2 separate regions of the Macaca mulatta genome follow, and region 1 is linked to region 2. The links are chromatin contacts, called in public Hi-C maps. All regions are on one chromosome and are shown on one strand. The core of a region is the stretch at or near the end of the contact, and the rest is flanking DNA. Distances in the headings are between cores, read along the strand shown. Region 1 holds the start of TCEAL8 (transcription elongation factor A like 8). Region 2 holds the start of BEX4 (brain expressed X-linked 4).

What was found. Hi-C and Micro-C count contacts between places; a contact is called where the count stands out from the background.
Region 1: a contact with region 2 is called in a Hi-C map of liver, with 4 times the contacts expected there. The contact joins the promoter of TCEAL8 here to the promoter of BEX4 in region 2. A contact is called at or near these places in 2 of 14 Hi-C or Micro-C datasets (fetal cortex germinal zone and liver).

Annotation. Positions count from the first base shown.
Region 1 is chrX:109,895,738-109,902,427 of T2T-MMU8v2.0, reverse strand. TCEAL8 (transcription elongation factor A like 8) reads left to right here and starts at 1,328. Exons shown (of 1, transcript NM_001193726.1): 1 at 1,328-2,361. The coding sequence starts at 1,367. The coding sequence ends at 1,720. BEX1 (brain expressed X-linked 1) reads left to right here and starts at 2,235. Exons shown (of 4, transcript XM_077989281.1): 1 at 2,235-2,256. The coding sequence starts at 2,241.
Region 2 is chrX:109,856,734-109,863,661 of T2T-MMU8v2.0, reverse strand. BEX4 (brain expressed X-linked 4) reads right to left here and starts at 1,368. Exons shown (of 2, transcript XM_077989278.1): 1 at 1,267-1,368; 2 at 1-377. The coding sequence starts at 372. The coding sequence ends at 10. All of the region lies in intron 1 of BEX1 (brain expressed X-linked 1), which reads left to right.

The DNA.
Region 1 (6,690 bases), core at 79-2,578, 39 kb before region 2:
GGCGAATAAATACTCCAGGGAGAAGATAACAGTTTATTGTCTCTGATTGGCAAATACGAAAAAAGATTGACAGTATCAAGTGGAGGGAACGCAGAGGGCGGGCTGCAGTGTTAATGGGAGGGGTAACTGGGGACTCGAGCTCAGTGATGACGCGACTCTCACGTGACCAGGAGTCGACGTGTGCAGAAGTCCTTATAGTCCAGGGCCTGTTTCCCTGTAGCAGCTCCCTATTGCTGGAGAAGGAGAAAAGTGCCCAAGATCCTTTCAGGTTAGTATAAAGGTGGGCGCTGACCTGGAGACCCTGGGGTCGAGGAGGCTGAGAGCAGAAAGCAAGCGGGGCCGGCACTGCTTTCCTCACTGCTGTTCCGCCAAACTCCCATTTTGTGCAGGAAATTTGGGGCTGTTTGGTGGGGGATGGCGGGTGGAGAGAGAGAAGGGTAGTCAATTAAGGGTCCTGAGAGAGAGACATAGAAACTGTTTGGAAGAAACTTGCTTTTCCTACTCCCTGCTTGCAGAAAAACGGTGGGCACGGATGAGGGCGGGGTTGCCATAAAAGGAGGGCGAGGATGAGGACGTGGGAAACTTTACACCAACAAGGCCTAGAATCATGAAAGGGACCCGTGATCCAGGTACTAGCCTGCTCACCAAACACTCCCATCTGTCTGCAGGATATTTGGTTTTTTGGGCGCGACACAAATCGAGGTGAGGGAAGAGAGAGGAAAATCCCCTGAATCCCTGCAGGTCAGTTTTTGTAAAGGTGCAATTGCTTCGGGTCTCTTTGGGTGGGGGTGGAAGTGTGAGTGACACCAAAGCACATCCCGGGGTCGCAGCAGCCTCTCCCCATCCGGATTAAGCGCCAGAGGCCGGTGCCGAGCCTGCAGCGGAAATGAGGCGGGGGAGGGGGAGGTTTAAGAGACGCTGAACTGGGAGGGGAGACCAGAGACTGGACCAACCCTCTCAGGTGAGAGGCTGGAGGTTGAGAGGGCTTGGGAAAGTCTGAAGGGCGGGAGTGTTGGAAACCAGAGGCGGGAGAAGGGTTAATTGCTTCCGTACTGCTCCCATTTCAGTATTAGGAGAAGCTTGTAGCAGGGCCTGCTGGGAAGATGGTGGGCAGGAGCAGGAGGAGAAAGATGGAGCTGGAACTAAAGGGGGCGGGAAGGGAGGTGGAGTCAGGGGAGTTCTGAGCCTGAGGATCCAGCTTTCTCTAGTTGGAAAACTTTTGACAATTAGGGTACTGAGTCAGAAAAGGCCAGTCGCTATGGGACCCCATACTCTGGTTGCTGGTCTGTTTGCCTGGAATCTAGTAGTTTTGTTTCCTTGTTTTCTAGGATTAATTTATTCAAAAAGGAAATTAAAAATACTCAATATGCAAAAGTCTTGTGAAGAAAATGAGGGAAAACCACAGAACATGCCAAAGGCCGAGGAAGATCGCCCTTTGGAGGATGTACCACAGGAGGCAGAAGGAAATCCTCAACCTTCCGAAGAAGGTATAAGCCAGGAGGCAGAAGGAAACCCCAGAGGAGAGCCGAATCAACCTGGCCAGGGATTTAAAGAGGACACACCCGTTAGGCATTTGAACCCTGAAGAAATGATAAGAGGAGTAGGTGAGCTTGAAAGGCTTAGGGAAGAGATAAGAAGAGTAAGAAACAAGTTTGTGATGATGCATTGGAAGCAAAGACATTCACGCAGCCGTCCTTATCCTGTGTGCTTTAGGCCTTGAATTCATTTTTGCCTAATATTAAAATCTGGCCCCAGCTTTCTTTCTGTTAGCATTTTCTGATGTATCTTTGACCTCCATTTTACTTTTAATAATCTGATGAAATTTTGTTTTAGATAGTTTCCTTGGTACCAGCACCTCATTGGATTTTGGATTTTGACCCATTTTCCAGGTCTATTTTTCAATTGGAAACTTTCATACATTTGCATGGGAATGTGTTCATTCCATGTTGTAAAGTGAAACATAACAGGTTATGGCAAAGCAGCATATTTAATATCAGCTCACATATATAGGATAAAATTCCAAACTTTGTGTGTGTGCGTGTGTGTATACATACATCCATATAACATATATCAAAAACTTAACCAAGCTTATTTCTGTGTGGTGTGAAATTTTATTTGTTTTCTTCTTTTTATTCTTTTTGCTTATATTATATGTGCTTTTTAATGAACGCGTGTCTCACACACAAAAAGAATTAAGGATTTTTTTTACAAGTAAGAGTCAAATAATTTGCAACCAGCTTATGAGGGCAATGGGGGCACCTAAACTCTTGATGAAAGAACAATAAAAAAGAAATGTAAACCTCAAATTACCTCTGGATCTCTTAGCCAGAGGAATAAACTGGCAATTATTACAGATACACACGTTTAAGACTCAGTCTTTTCATGGGGAAAATATTTGCTTCACGGGGCTGCAGTGGGGAAGAAATGAGGCAGTAACAGTTGTGCTCAGTGGGATCTCATTCCCACCCGTGCGTACGGAATCCCAACCCACTATAGAAGCACCAATATTTAAGGGAGGGCCTGGCATGACGCGACTTGTACTACCTACAAGTCCAGTAGGCAGAGGTGGGGGCTTCCCTATCAGTCCTCTGCTAGTGAACCCTATCTCCTCCCTTGGGTCCTGCCATGCCTGCCTAACATTGCTGCCTCTTCTGCTGAATGCTGTGCTCTCTGCTGGCCCCACTCCTGCTGATGCACTGCAGTCCTTGAGGGCCAAAACTCCACCGAGTTCCCTGGAGTCCTCAGTAGGTTGAACTCTCACTGTCTTCTAAAGCTTCTCTCTGCTTTATAGTGATACTTAACACAGGTGGGACTTCTCTAGGGTTGCTTGGGCCACAATGTCCTTCGGAGCCCTTAGCAAAACAACCCCTTCTGTTTTCAATCACAAGACCCTTCCTCTCCACAGGAGTCAGATGTGATGACTCCATTTGGGATTTGGACTGGGGTATAAGTTTGAGTCAAAGACATCATGTTGTAATCACAGTTTTTGCTCTAAGTCTAAGGAATGAGGATTTGTCCTCTTGGGATGATCTCTTCCTGAAGGCTCCTGGGCAGGCTTTACTAGTTCAGAAGACTGTTGGGGAACATATATAAATTACACAAAGTGATGCAGGGAACAGATTTAAGGAACAGTCCCCTTAATTCCATCTCTTCTCCTGTTGACCTGTGGTTAAAAAAAACTTTCAAAGTCGGTAAGAACCTTATAAATGTACTTGAAGTAGAATACTATTATATAAATGTTAGAGATTATATTTCCCCTGTAGAACAAGCAAAGACTACCTCTTCCTCTTGGTATCCCACATATGGATACTTGTAGGTGTTTAGCTGGCACATTGTGTTTTAATATTTAATTGATTTTTTGATTGCTACTAAGAGCTAGCAGGTTTGTCCAAATCAGATTACTTGCTGAATAATCTACAAGTATTTTTATTTCTCTAGAGTTATGACAAGCAATTCCAAGAAGAAACAGGGCAGAGAATAGATTGTACTCCAAATGTTTTATTATCAAAGTATTTCATAATAATCACCTGCATCAGAATCTGCTGGGGAGTGTCTTGAAAATGCTGATGTCTGGGCCCCACATAAGGCCCACTGACCCACATTTTCTGGAGGTAGGCTGTAAAATTATAGCTTGCAAACTCCTGCAGGTGATAATGATATGGACTGAAGAATGAGAACCACTAGTAATACAATATGCTTTTCGTTATTACAAATATTAACTACAAAATAATTGGCAGGAAATCTTGGTGAATGCTTGCTGACATTCAGGAAATAGAAGGCCTATACAAGCATTTACTGTTTTAAGTATGAATTTTTAAAGGAAAAGATGGACACATCTATACATAAAATTTGTAAGGTTCCTGTTAACAAAGAAAGACAAGATAAAAAACTAGGGGGAGGAATGTAACATAAGATGCCTTTTTATTGAGTGAACACCATGTTTAGCCATGCATTGCCTCCTCCCAGTATGAGTAAAATGTATCAGAAATAAATTCAAAATTACCTTTTAGTAATCATCTCAAAAAAACAATTGAGCCAACCCTGCACCCTTGGCTTTCTTCTGTTTCTATTTTTTCACTATATGATGTCATTTTCAGGGAATCTTCATGTCTCCAGACCATTCTTCAAGGTGATGGCAGCCTGATAGGTGCTGGTCGAACTGGAATTCTAACTGGAGTGAGATAAAGTTCCAGGTTCACCAGAACCAGTTTTACGAGAGGATAAATCCTCCCCCCAGCCCTCAGAGAGTGGTGCTCAGACAGGATGTTAAAGGGTTGGCCCGAGCAAGACTTCTGACTTTGTCCTTCCACTCTAGTCTGCAGCAGGTACTAGGCTCTCCTAAGGCTAACGGCCAGGCTATCCTGAACAGACATATGTGGAGGAGGATGACTGTCCTATTTCAGGTCAGAGCACTTTGCCTTTCCCTCCTTCTCCCTTTCTCTTCTGGGGAACATTTTCTAGGGGAAAAGAAAAAGCTCCATAACTTTCCAGTTGAAAACATTGGTTGGGACAATCTTTGAGCAAGCAGATGTCTGAACAGGTCTGACCAGGTAACTTGGGGTTGAAGCAGAAGGGTCTGACCCTTCTCTCAGAGTCCAGTGAAGTAGTCCACAAGACAACTGGGGCAAAAACAGAGTTAGACAGCACACAAAACCTCACCCATCCCTCTCCCACCCACCTTGTGCAGACTCCTAGAAAGGCCTCGATGTGCCCTGGCCTTTTGGTTGGTTCTGCAAGGACTTTAGCTCTGTGTCTTCCTGGTGCAGAGCATCTGATGCCTGAGCCAGCCCAGGCCCTGAAGCACAGGAGACACCAGGTAAAGGGAACTTGCAAAGACATGTGGTCTTATAACTCAGGAGAAAATGGGTGTCCCCTCCTATCTGAAAACTCACTTGCACTGCAGGCCCAGCTCACGACTTGGGGGTCAGGACAGTCAACTGCGAATTGGTGTGAAGATGCCTTTTAAAGGCATTGATCATGCAGAAAGTAATCCAACTGTGAGCCTTATTCTTTAGGTCTGTCATCTGAGGAAACATTACGAAATTTCTGACAGCCTAAAGGATTGTTTGAACAATAAGACAAAGATGAAATTCAAATCCTTGGGTTTAGGAAGGAAAAAAGTGATTTAAGTATATGGCCGTAGTGTCGGATAAACCTGGGTTCCAGTTTGGGCTCTTCTCCTTATTGGTATGTGACCTTGTATAAATTATTTATCCTCTTTCTTGGAGGATAACTACCTTCTCGGAGACCTGGCCATTCATGGGCCCCCCAGACATAAGACTGTTAGATCAAACAGAAAATGTCCTCTCCACCACCATCATTGCTGTCAACATCATCATCATCATCATCATCATCATCATCATCCAGGGATGGTGTTGAGAATCAATGGATTCTGGTTGGGGACAGGTCACATACTGAGAAGATTTGACATAATCAGTTACTTTGCCCTGGAAGTCCATCATCTAAAAAGGTGGACCCAATATAATAGGAAAAGGGCCGGGCGCGGTGGCTCAAGCCTGTAATCCCAGCACTTTGGGAGGCCGAGACCGGCGGATCACGAGGTCAGGAGATCGAGACCATCCTGGCTAACCCAGTGAAACCCCGTCTCTACTAAAAAATACAAAAAACTAGCCGGGCGAGGCGGCGGGCGCCTGTAGTCCCAGCTACTCGGGAGGCTGAGGCAGGAGAATGGCGTGAACCCGGGAGGCGGAGCTTGCAGTGAGCTGAGATCCGGCCACTGCACTCCAGCCTGGGCGACAGACCGAGACTCCATCTCAAAAAAAAAAAAAAAAAAAAAATTATTGTTGTATAGTACTGCATAGTGTGAATATATAAAAATTTGGTATATCTATTCAAGATGTTATTGGACATATGAGTTGTATCCATTTTTGTCTATTATAAATATAACTACTGTGAGCATTCTTGTGAAAGCTTGTTTGTGAATATATGTTTTCATTTCTCTTGGGAAATACTTAGGAGTGGAATTTCTGCATTATAGAAAAGGCAAACATTTAATTTGATATGAAATTGCTAAACAGTTTTCCAAAGTGGTTGTACCATTTCATACTACCAATGTATGAGAATCTCAGTTGTTCAGCATCCTCAGCAAAGTATCAATGTCATGAAAGAAAGATGGATAGAGAACTGTTCTAGATTAAAAGACATACCAACTACATGTAGTGTTTGAATAAGGATTGTAGGTTATATAATGGTATTATATAAATTTTAAATTTTATGAATGTGATAATTGTATTGTTGTTTAGGAGAGTGTCCTTGTTGTCAGGAGATAAAATGCTGGAGTATTATGATGATGTCTACATCGTCTATAGTTGGTTTTCAAATAGTTCAGCAAAGTTAAATATATATATTATATATTTATATATATAGAGAGAGAGAGAGATAAAGCAATTGGCAAAATATTAACTGGCGAACACAGTCTAGATGAAGAAATTTAAAGTATATTTCAATTTACTTTATTATCCTTGAAACATTCTGTCGGTCTGAATTGTTTTCAAAACAAAACTTTGATGGGGAGGGAGGCAATGATATCTGTCAGCCTTCCAGAAGAAAAGGTGGTTGAATGAGAACAAGCATAAGATTGACAAATTAGGTTATATGAAATCATGAAAAGATAGCTTGCTGTAATACCTTTATAGAGTAACAAAAAGAGAGAGACAGCAGGTTGATGCC
Region 2 (6,928 bases), core at 119-2,618:
TTTTAGGATTCAAGGTATGAGGCAAAAGTCATAATGGTTGTCAGGTTCAGGAGTTTGGAAGCGCATATAGTGCCTCATCTGCTGTTCCCTAGTCTTTCTCTTGATTTCCATCATCTGCCCTACAAACCTTTCTACATCATCTCTCGCTTCATTGTGCTCAATATGCCTATTAGGTATGGCCCATCGAAAATTAGGGACAAGTCGCCTAACTCGCCCCCGCCTGATATTTCCTCCAGGCTTCTGGCCTTCACCCCCTCCCAAATGGCGGGATTCTTCTTCATTCGGCATGGGGGCCTGCTCCCCTCCATCGTTTTCTTGTTGGGCATTTTTCCCGTTGAGATTGTTTGCCGCTAGTTCCTCTTTGGACTCCATTACTCCTAGGAGACAAGAGAGAGAAAATGAGCTGAATTTGTGGACTGATAAGCACTGAGGACAGAGGCCCTACTAGGCACCTTTTAAAATTCAGAGCCATGGACTTGACTTTATACTCTTTAACATTTCATTTTTTTCCACCTGAGAAGCCCGTGGGCCCTGTGGGGTGCCCCCAATCCGAGCCCCTCCCGCAAAGCCCACCATTTTCCCTGTAGATCCATGCTTCTGCAGGCAGTAAAATGGAGGACGAGGATGGGGTGTGGGAAGGGGAGGGTTGCATGCAGTAGAAGGAGTCGAGGGTGAAGGCATGGATTGGGGTCTCAGACTGGGCTTTCCTCACGTTCCGGCCCCCGCCTCACCACTGTCGCTCGCACCGACCTGGGCCTATCCTTGCAGTCTCCTCCTCCTCCCGATTCTCGACGCGAGGTGCGCCGCCGCGACACTTAGCCTCGCAGACCTGCAGACGGCCGGGGTTGGGGAAGTGGGGGCTGCTGCAGCGGAACGCTAGCTAGGACCCACCACCATCCGGCCCCTTCCCCGTCCCGCACCTGGCCCGGGCCCGGGCCCTCGGTGCAGCCCTCGCCCCCCGCCTCAGTCACCCCGCCCGCAAGCTGACCACCATTTTCTGCACCAAGAAGGGCGGGGCAGGGGTGTCGGAAAAGCTTGCGCTGGTGGCGGAGGCAGGTGTTTCCGAACGGTCGTAGCCTCAGGACCGCCGGCTCCCTCGGGGACGGGCACCTCTCCGCTCAACGAAGGCTCGCGGGCCCGCGGCGGGGCCCGGGGGCTGCATCGCGGACCGACTGCGTCTTCGCGTGGCTCCCCCGGGGTGGGGCCTCTGCAGGCCGGAGCCGCTCCCCAACACCAACTCCAGGGACCCCACTCCGGATGCCTTACCTGCTCCCCCTCCGCTTCCTACTTTCCGGGCCGCCCCTGGCCCGCACGTCCTCAGGGCCACCGGGAGCAGGTACCGCCACCGAGAAGGGAACGAGCGACGATGGCTCTGACGACAGAGCCAGATGAGACTCAGTGTTGGCCGGTCACGTGGGGCTGTTGTCATCGCCAACAGCTCCGCCCCCGTCCCACGCCCCCTCCTGCAGGCCGGAGTCTGGCAGGGCTTTCGGGCCAGCCCCTATCCTCATCTGGAGTCTCTTTCAATATCTCCAGCCTGGCCGGCCTTTCCACTCTCCTGTCTTTGTGTATTCTTGGGCCTTCCTCTGCCTCACCAAGAAGGAAACTGTCTTCTCAGGGAGCTCTTGGCCATTCCCACTTCCGTGGGACTTGCCTCTCCTTGTCCTGGGCTCCCAGGATTTTCCCCATCTCTCCCAATCAGGACGCGGGCGCAGAATTTAAAGGGGTGCAAATTTCCTCAGCAGTCAAGAAAAAGAACATCTTAATGCAACATCTTTTTTTTTTTTTTTTTTTTTTTTTTTTTTTTTTTTTTTGAGACAGAGTCTCGCTTAGTGGCCCAGGCTGGAGTGCAGTGGCGCGATCTCGGCTCACTGCAAGCTCCGCCTCCCGGGTTCACGCCATTCTCCTGCCTCAGCCTCCCGAGTAGCTGGGACTACAGGCGCCCGCCGCCTCGCCCGGCTAATTTTTTGCATTTTTAGTAGAGACGGGGTTTCACAGTGTTAGCCAGGATGGTCTCGATATCCTGACCTTGTGATCCGCCCGCCTTGGCCTCCCAAAGTGCTGGGATTACAGGCGTGAGCCACCGCGCCGGGCCTTAATGCAACATCTTAAAAAACAAAATTATTGCAAGAAAATTTATGATGAGCAAGATGCCAAAAATTTAAGTAAAGAGAGCATCTGTCCCGCCCACCTCAACGGAAAACTGTGGTCCTTGTTACCAATGCTCCCCCTTTTCTCTACACCAGAACGTTTGGCGGGAACAGGAAATGAGTCAAGGACAGTGGATTTTTTCTAATTCTTCTTAATAACTTTCTGTTCTTTTATTTTTTTCCCCTTTTTTTTATTATATTATGTTCTAGGGTAAATGTGCACAACGTGGAGGTTTGTCACATATGAATACATGTGCCATGTTGGTGTGCTGTGCCCATTAACTCGTCATTTACATTAGGGATATCTCCTAATGCTATCACCCCCTTCCCCCACCCCACAATAGGCTCTGGTGTGTGATGGTCCCCTTCCTGTGTCCAAGTAATCTCATTGTTCAGTTTCCACCTATGAGTGAGAACATGCGGTGTTTGGTTTTCTGTTCTTGTGATAGTTTGCTCAGAATGATGGTTTCCAGTTGCATCCATGTCCCTACAAAGGACATGAACTCATCCTTTTTTATGGCAGCATAGTATTCCATGGTGTGTATGTGCCATATTTTCTTAATCCAGTCTGTCATTGATGGACATTTGGGTTGATTCCAAGTCTTTGCTATTATAAATAGTGCTGCAATAAAAATAGGCATTCATGTGTCTTTATAGCAGCATGATTTATAATCCTTTGGGTATATACCCAGTAATGGGATGGCTGGGTCATGGTATTTCTAGTTCTAGATCCTTGAGGAATCGCCACACTGTTTTCCACAGTGTTTGAACTAGTTTACAGTCCCACCAACAGTGTAAAAGTGTTCCTATTTCTCCACATCCTCTCCAGCACCTGTTGTTTCCTGACTTTCTAATGATTGCCATTCTAACTGGTGTGAAATGGTATCTCATTGTGGTTTTGATTTGCATTTCTCTGATGGCCAGTGATGATGGGCATTTTTTCATGTGTCTGTTGCCTGCATAAATGTCTTCTTTTGAGAAGTATCTGTTCATATCCTTTGCCCACTTTTTGATGGGGTTGTTTTTTTCTTGTAAATTTGTTTAAGTTCTTTGTAGGTTCTGGATATTAGCGCTTTGTCAGATGAGTAGATTGCAAAAATTGTCTCCCATTCTGTAGGTTGCTGTTCACTCTGATGGTAGTTTCTTTTGCTGCGCAGAAGTTCTTTAGTTTAATTAGATCCCATTTGTCAATTTTGGCTTTTGTTGCCATTGCTTTTCATGTTTTAGATATGAAGTCCTTGCCCATGCCTACGTCCTGAATGGTATTGCCTAGGTTTTCTTCTAGGGTTTTTATGGTTTTAGGTCTAACATTTAAGTCTCTCATCCATCTTGAATTAATTTTTGTATAAGGAGTAAGGAAGGGATCCAGTTTCAGCTTTCTACTTATGGCTAGCCAGTTTTCCCAGCACCATTTATTAAATAGGGAATTCTTTCCCCATTTCTTGTTTTTGTCAGGTTTGTCAAAGATCAGATGGTTGTAGATGTGTGGTATTATTTCTGAGGGCTCTGTTCTGTTCCATTGGTCTATATCTTTGTTTTGGTACCAGTACCATGCTGTTTTGGTTACTGTAGCCTTGCAGTATAGTTTGAAGTCAGGTAGTGTGACGCCTCCAGCTTTGTTCTTCTGGCTTAGGATTGTCTTGGCAATGTGGGCTCTTCTTTGGTTTCATATGAACTTTAAAGTAGTTTTTTCCAATTCTGTGAAGAAAGTCATTGGTAGCTTAATGGGGATGGTATTGAATCTATAAATTACCTTGGGCAGTATGGCCATTTTCACGATACTGATTCTTCCTATCCATGGGCATGGAATGTTCTTCCATTTGTTTGTGTCCTCTTTTATTTCATTGAGCAGAGGTTTGTACTTCTCCTTGAAGAGGTCCTTCACATCCCTTGTAAATTGAATTCCTAGCTATTTTATTCTCTTTGAAGCAATTGTGAATGGGAGTTCATTCATGATTTGGCTCTCTGTTTGTCTGTTATTGGTGTATAAGAATGCTTGTGATTTTTGCACATTGATTTTGTATCCTGAGACTTCGCTGAAGTTACTTATCAGCTTAAGGAGATTTTGGGCTGAGACGATGGGGTTTTCTAAATATACAATCATGTCATCTGCAAATAGGGACAATTTGACTTCTTCTTTTCCTAATTGAATACCCTTTATTTCTTTCTCTTGCCTGATTGCCCTCACCAGAACTTCCAACACTATGTTGAATACCAGTGGTGAGAGAGGCCATCCCTGTCTTGTGCCAGTTTTCAAAGGGAATGCTTCCGGTTTTCACCCATTCAATATGATACTGGCTGTGGGTTTGTCATAAATGGCTCTTACTATTTTGAGATACGTTCCATCAATACCAAATTTATTGAGAGTTTTTAGCATGAAGGGCTGTTGAATTTTGTCAAAGGCCTTTTCTGCATCTATTGAGATAATCATGTGGTTTTTGTCTTTGGTTCTGTTTATATGCTGGCTTACGTTTATTGATTTGCTTATGTTGAACCAGCTTTGCATCCCAGGGATGAAGCCCACTTGATCATGGTGGATAAGCTTTTTGATGTGCTGCTGGATTCGATTTGCCAGTATTTTATTGAGGATTTTTGCATCAATGTTCATCAGGGATATTGGTCTAAAATTCTCTTTTTTTATTGTGTCTCTGCCAGGCTTTGGTATCAGGATGATGTTGGCCTCATAAAATGAGTCAGGGAGGATTCCCTCTTTTTCTATTGATTGGAATAATTTCAGAAGGAATGGTACCAGCTCCTCCTTGTACCTCTGATAGAATTCGACTGTGAATCCATCTGGTCTTGGACTTTTTTCAGTTGGTAGGCTATTAATTATTGCCTCAATTTCAGAGCCTGCTATTGGTGTATTCAGGGATTCAACTTCTTCCTGGTTTAGTCTTGGGAGAGTGTATGTGTCCAGGAATTTATCCATTTCTTCTAGGTTTTCTAGTTTATTTGCATGGAGGTGTTTATAGTATTCTCTGATGGTAGTTTGTATTTCTGTGGGGTTGGTGGTGATATCCCCTTTATCATTTTTTATTGTATCTATTTGATTCTTCTCTCTTTTCTTCTTTATTAGTCTTGCTAGCGGTCTATCAATTTTGTTGATCTTTTCAAAAAACTAGCTCCTGAATTCATTGATTTTTTGAAGGGTTTTTTTGTGTCTCTATCTCCTTCAGTTCTGCTCTGATCTTAGTTATTTCTTGCCTTCTGCTAGCTTTTGAATGTGTTTGCTCTTGCTTCTCTAATTCTTTTAAATGTGGTGTTTGGGTGTCAATTTTAGATTATTCCTGCTTTCTCTTGTGGGCATTTAGTGCTATAAATTTCCCTCTATACATTGCTTTAAATGTGTCCCAGAGATTCTGATATGTTGTATCTTTGTTCTCATTGGTTTCAAAGAACATCTTTATTTCTGCCTTCATTTCGTTATGTACCCAGTAGTCATTCAGGACCAGTTTGCCCAGTTTCCATGTATTTGAGAGGTTTTGATTGAGTTTCTTAGTCCTGAGTTCTAGTTTGATTGCACTGTGTTCTGAGAGACAGTGTGTTATAATTTCTGTTCTTTTACATTTGCTGAGGAGTGCTTTACTTCCAACTATGTGGTCAATTTTGGAATAAGTGCGATGTGGTGCTGAGAAGAATGTACATTCTGTTGATTTGGGGTAGAGAGTTCTGTAGATGTCATTAGGTCCGGTTGGTGCAGAGTTGAGTTCAATTCCTGGATGTCCTTGTTAACTTTCTGTCTTGTTGATCTGTCTAATGTTGACAGTGGGGTGTCAAAGTCTCCCATTATTATTGTGTGAGAGTCTAAGTCTCTAAGGACTTGCTTTATGAATCTGGGTGCTCCTGTATTGGGTGCATATATATTTAGGATTGTTAGATCTTCTTGTTGAATTGATCCCTTTACCATTATGTAATGGCCTTCTTTGTCTCTTTTGATCTTTGTTGGTTTAAAGTCTGTTTTATCAGAGACTAGGATTGCAACCCCTGCCTTTTTTTGTTTTCCATTTGCTTGGTAGATCTTCCTCCATCCCTTTATTTTGAACCTATATGTGTCTCTGCATGTGAGATGGGTCTCCTGAATACAGCAGACTGATGGGTCTTGACTCTTTATCCAATTTGCCAGTCTGTGTCTTTTAATTGGACCATTTAGCCCATTTACATTTAAGGTTAATATTGTTATGTGTGAACTTGATCCTGTCATTATGATGTTAGCTGGTTATTTTGCTCATTAGTTGATGCAGTTTCTTCCTACCATTGATGGTCTTTACAATATGGCATGTTTTTGCAGTGGCTGGTACTAGTTGTCTTTTCCATGTTTTTTCCTCCTTCTCTTAGAGTCTCGCTCTGTAGCCCAGACTGGAGTGCAGTGTCATGATCTCAGCTCACTGCAAGCTCCGCCTCCTGGGTTCATGCCATTCTTCTGCCTCAACTATCCGAGTAACTGGGACTAGAGGCAGCCGCCACCTCGCCTAGCTAATTTTTTGTATTTTTAGTAGAGACAAGGTTTCACCAAGTTAGCCAGGATGGTCTGGATCTCCTCACCTCGTGATCCACCCACTTTGCCCTCCCAAAGTGCTGGGATTACAGGTATGAGACAGTGCGCCCAGTCCCTTTTCTGTTTAAGAAACACAGTCTTCATAGTTTATGTTAACTTTATCTCAACTTTAATGGAAAATTTTGAACATTTGGAAAAACGGAATAGTATAATGCAACCCATATACTAGTCCTCACTCAGATTCCACAGTTAGCAACTCATGGCCCATCTTATTTCATCTTTA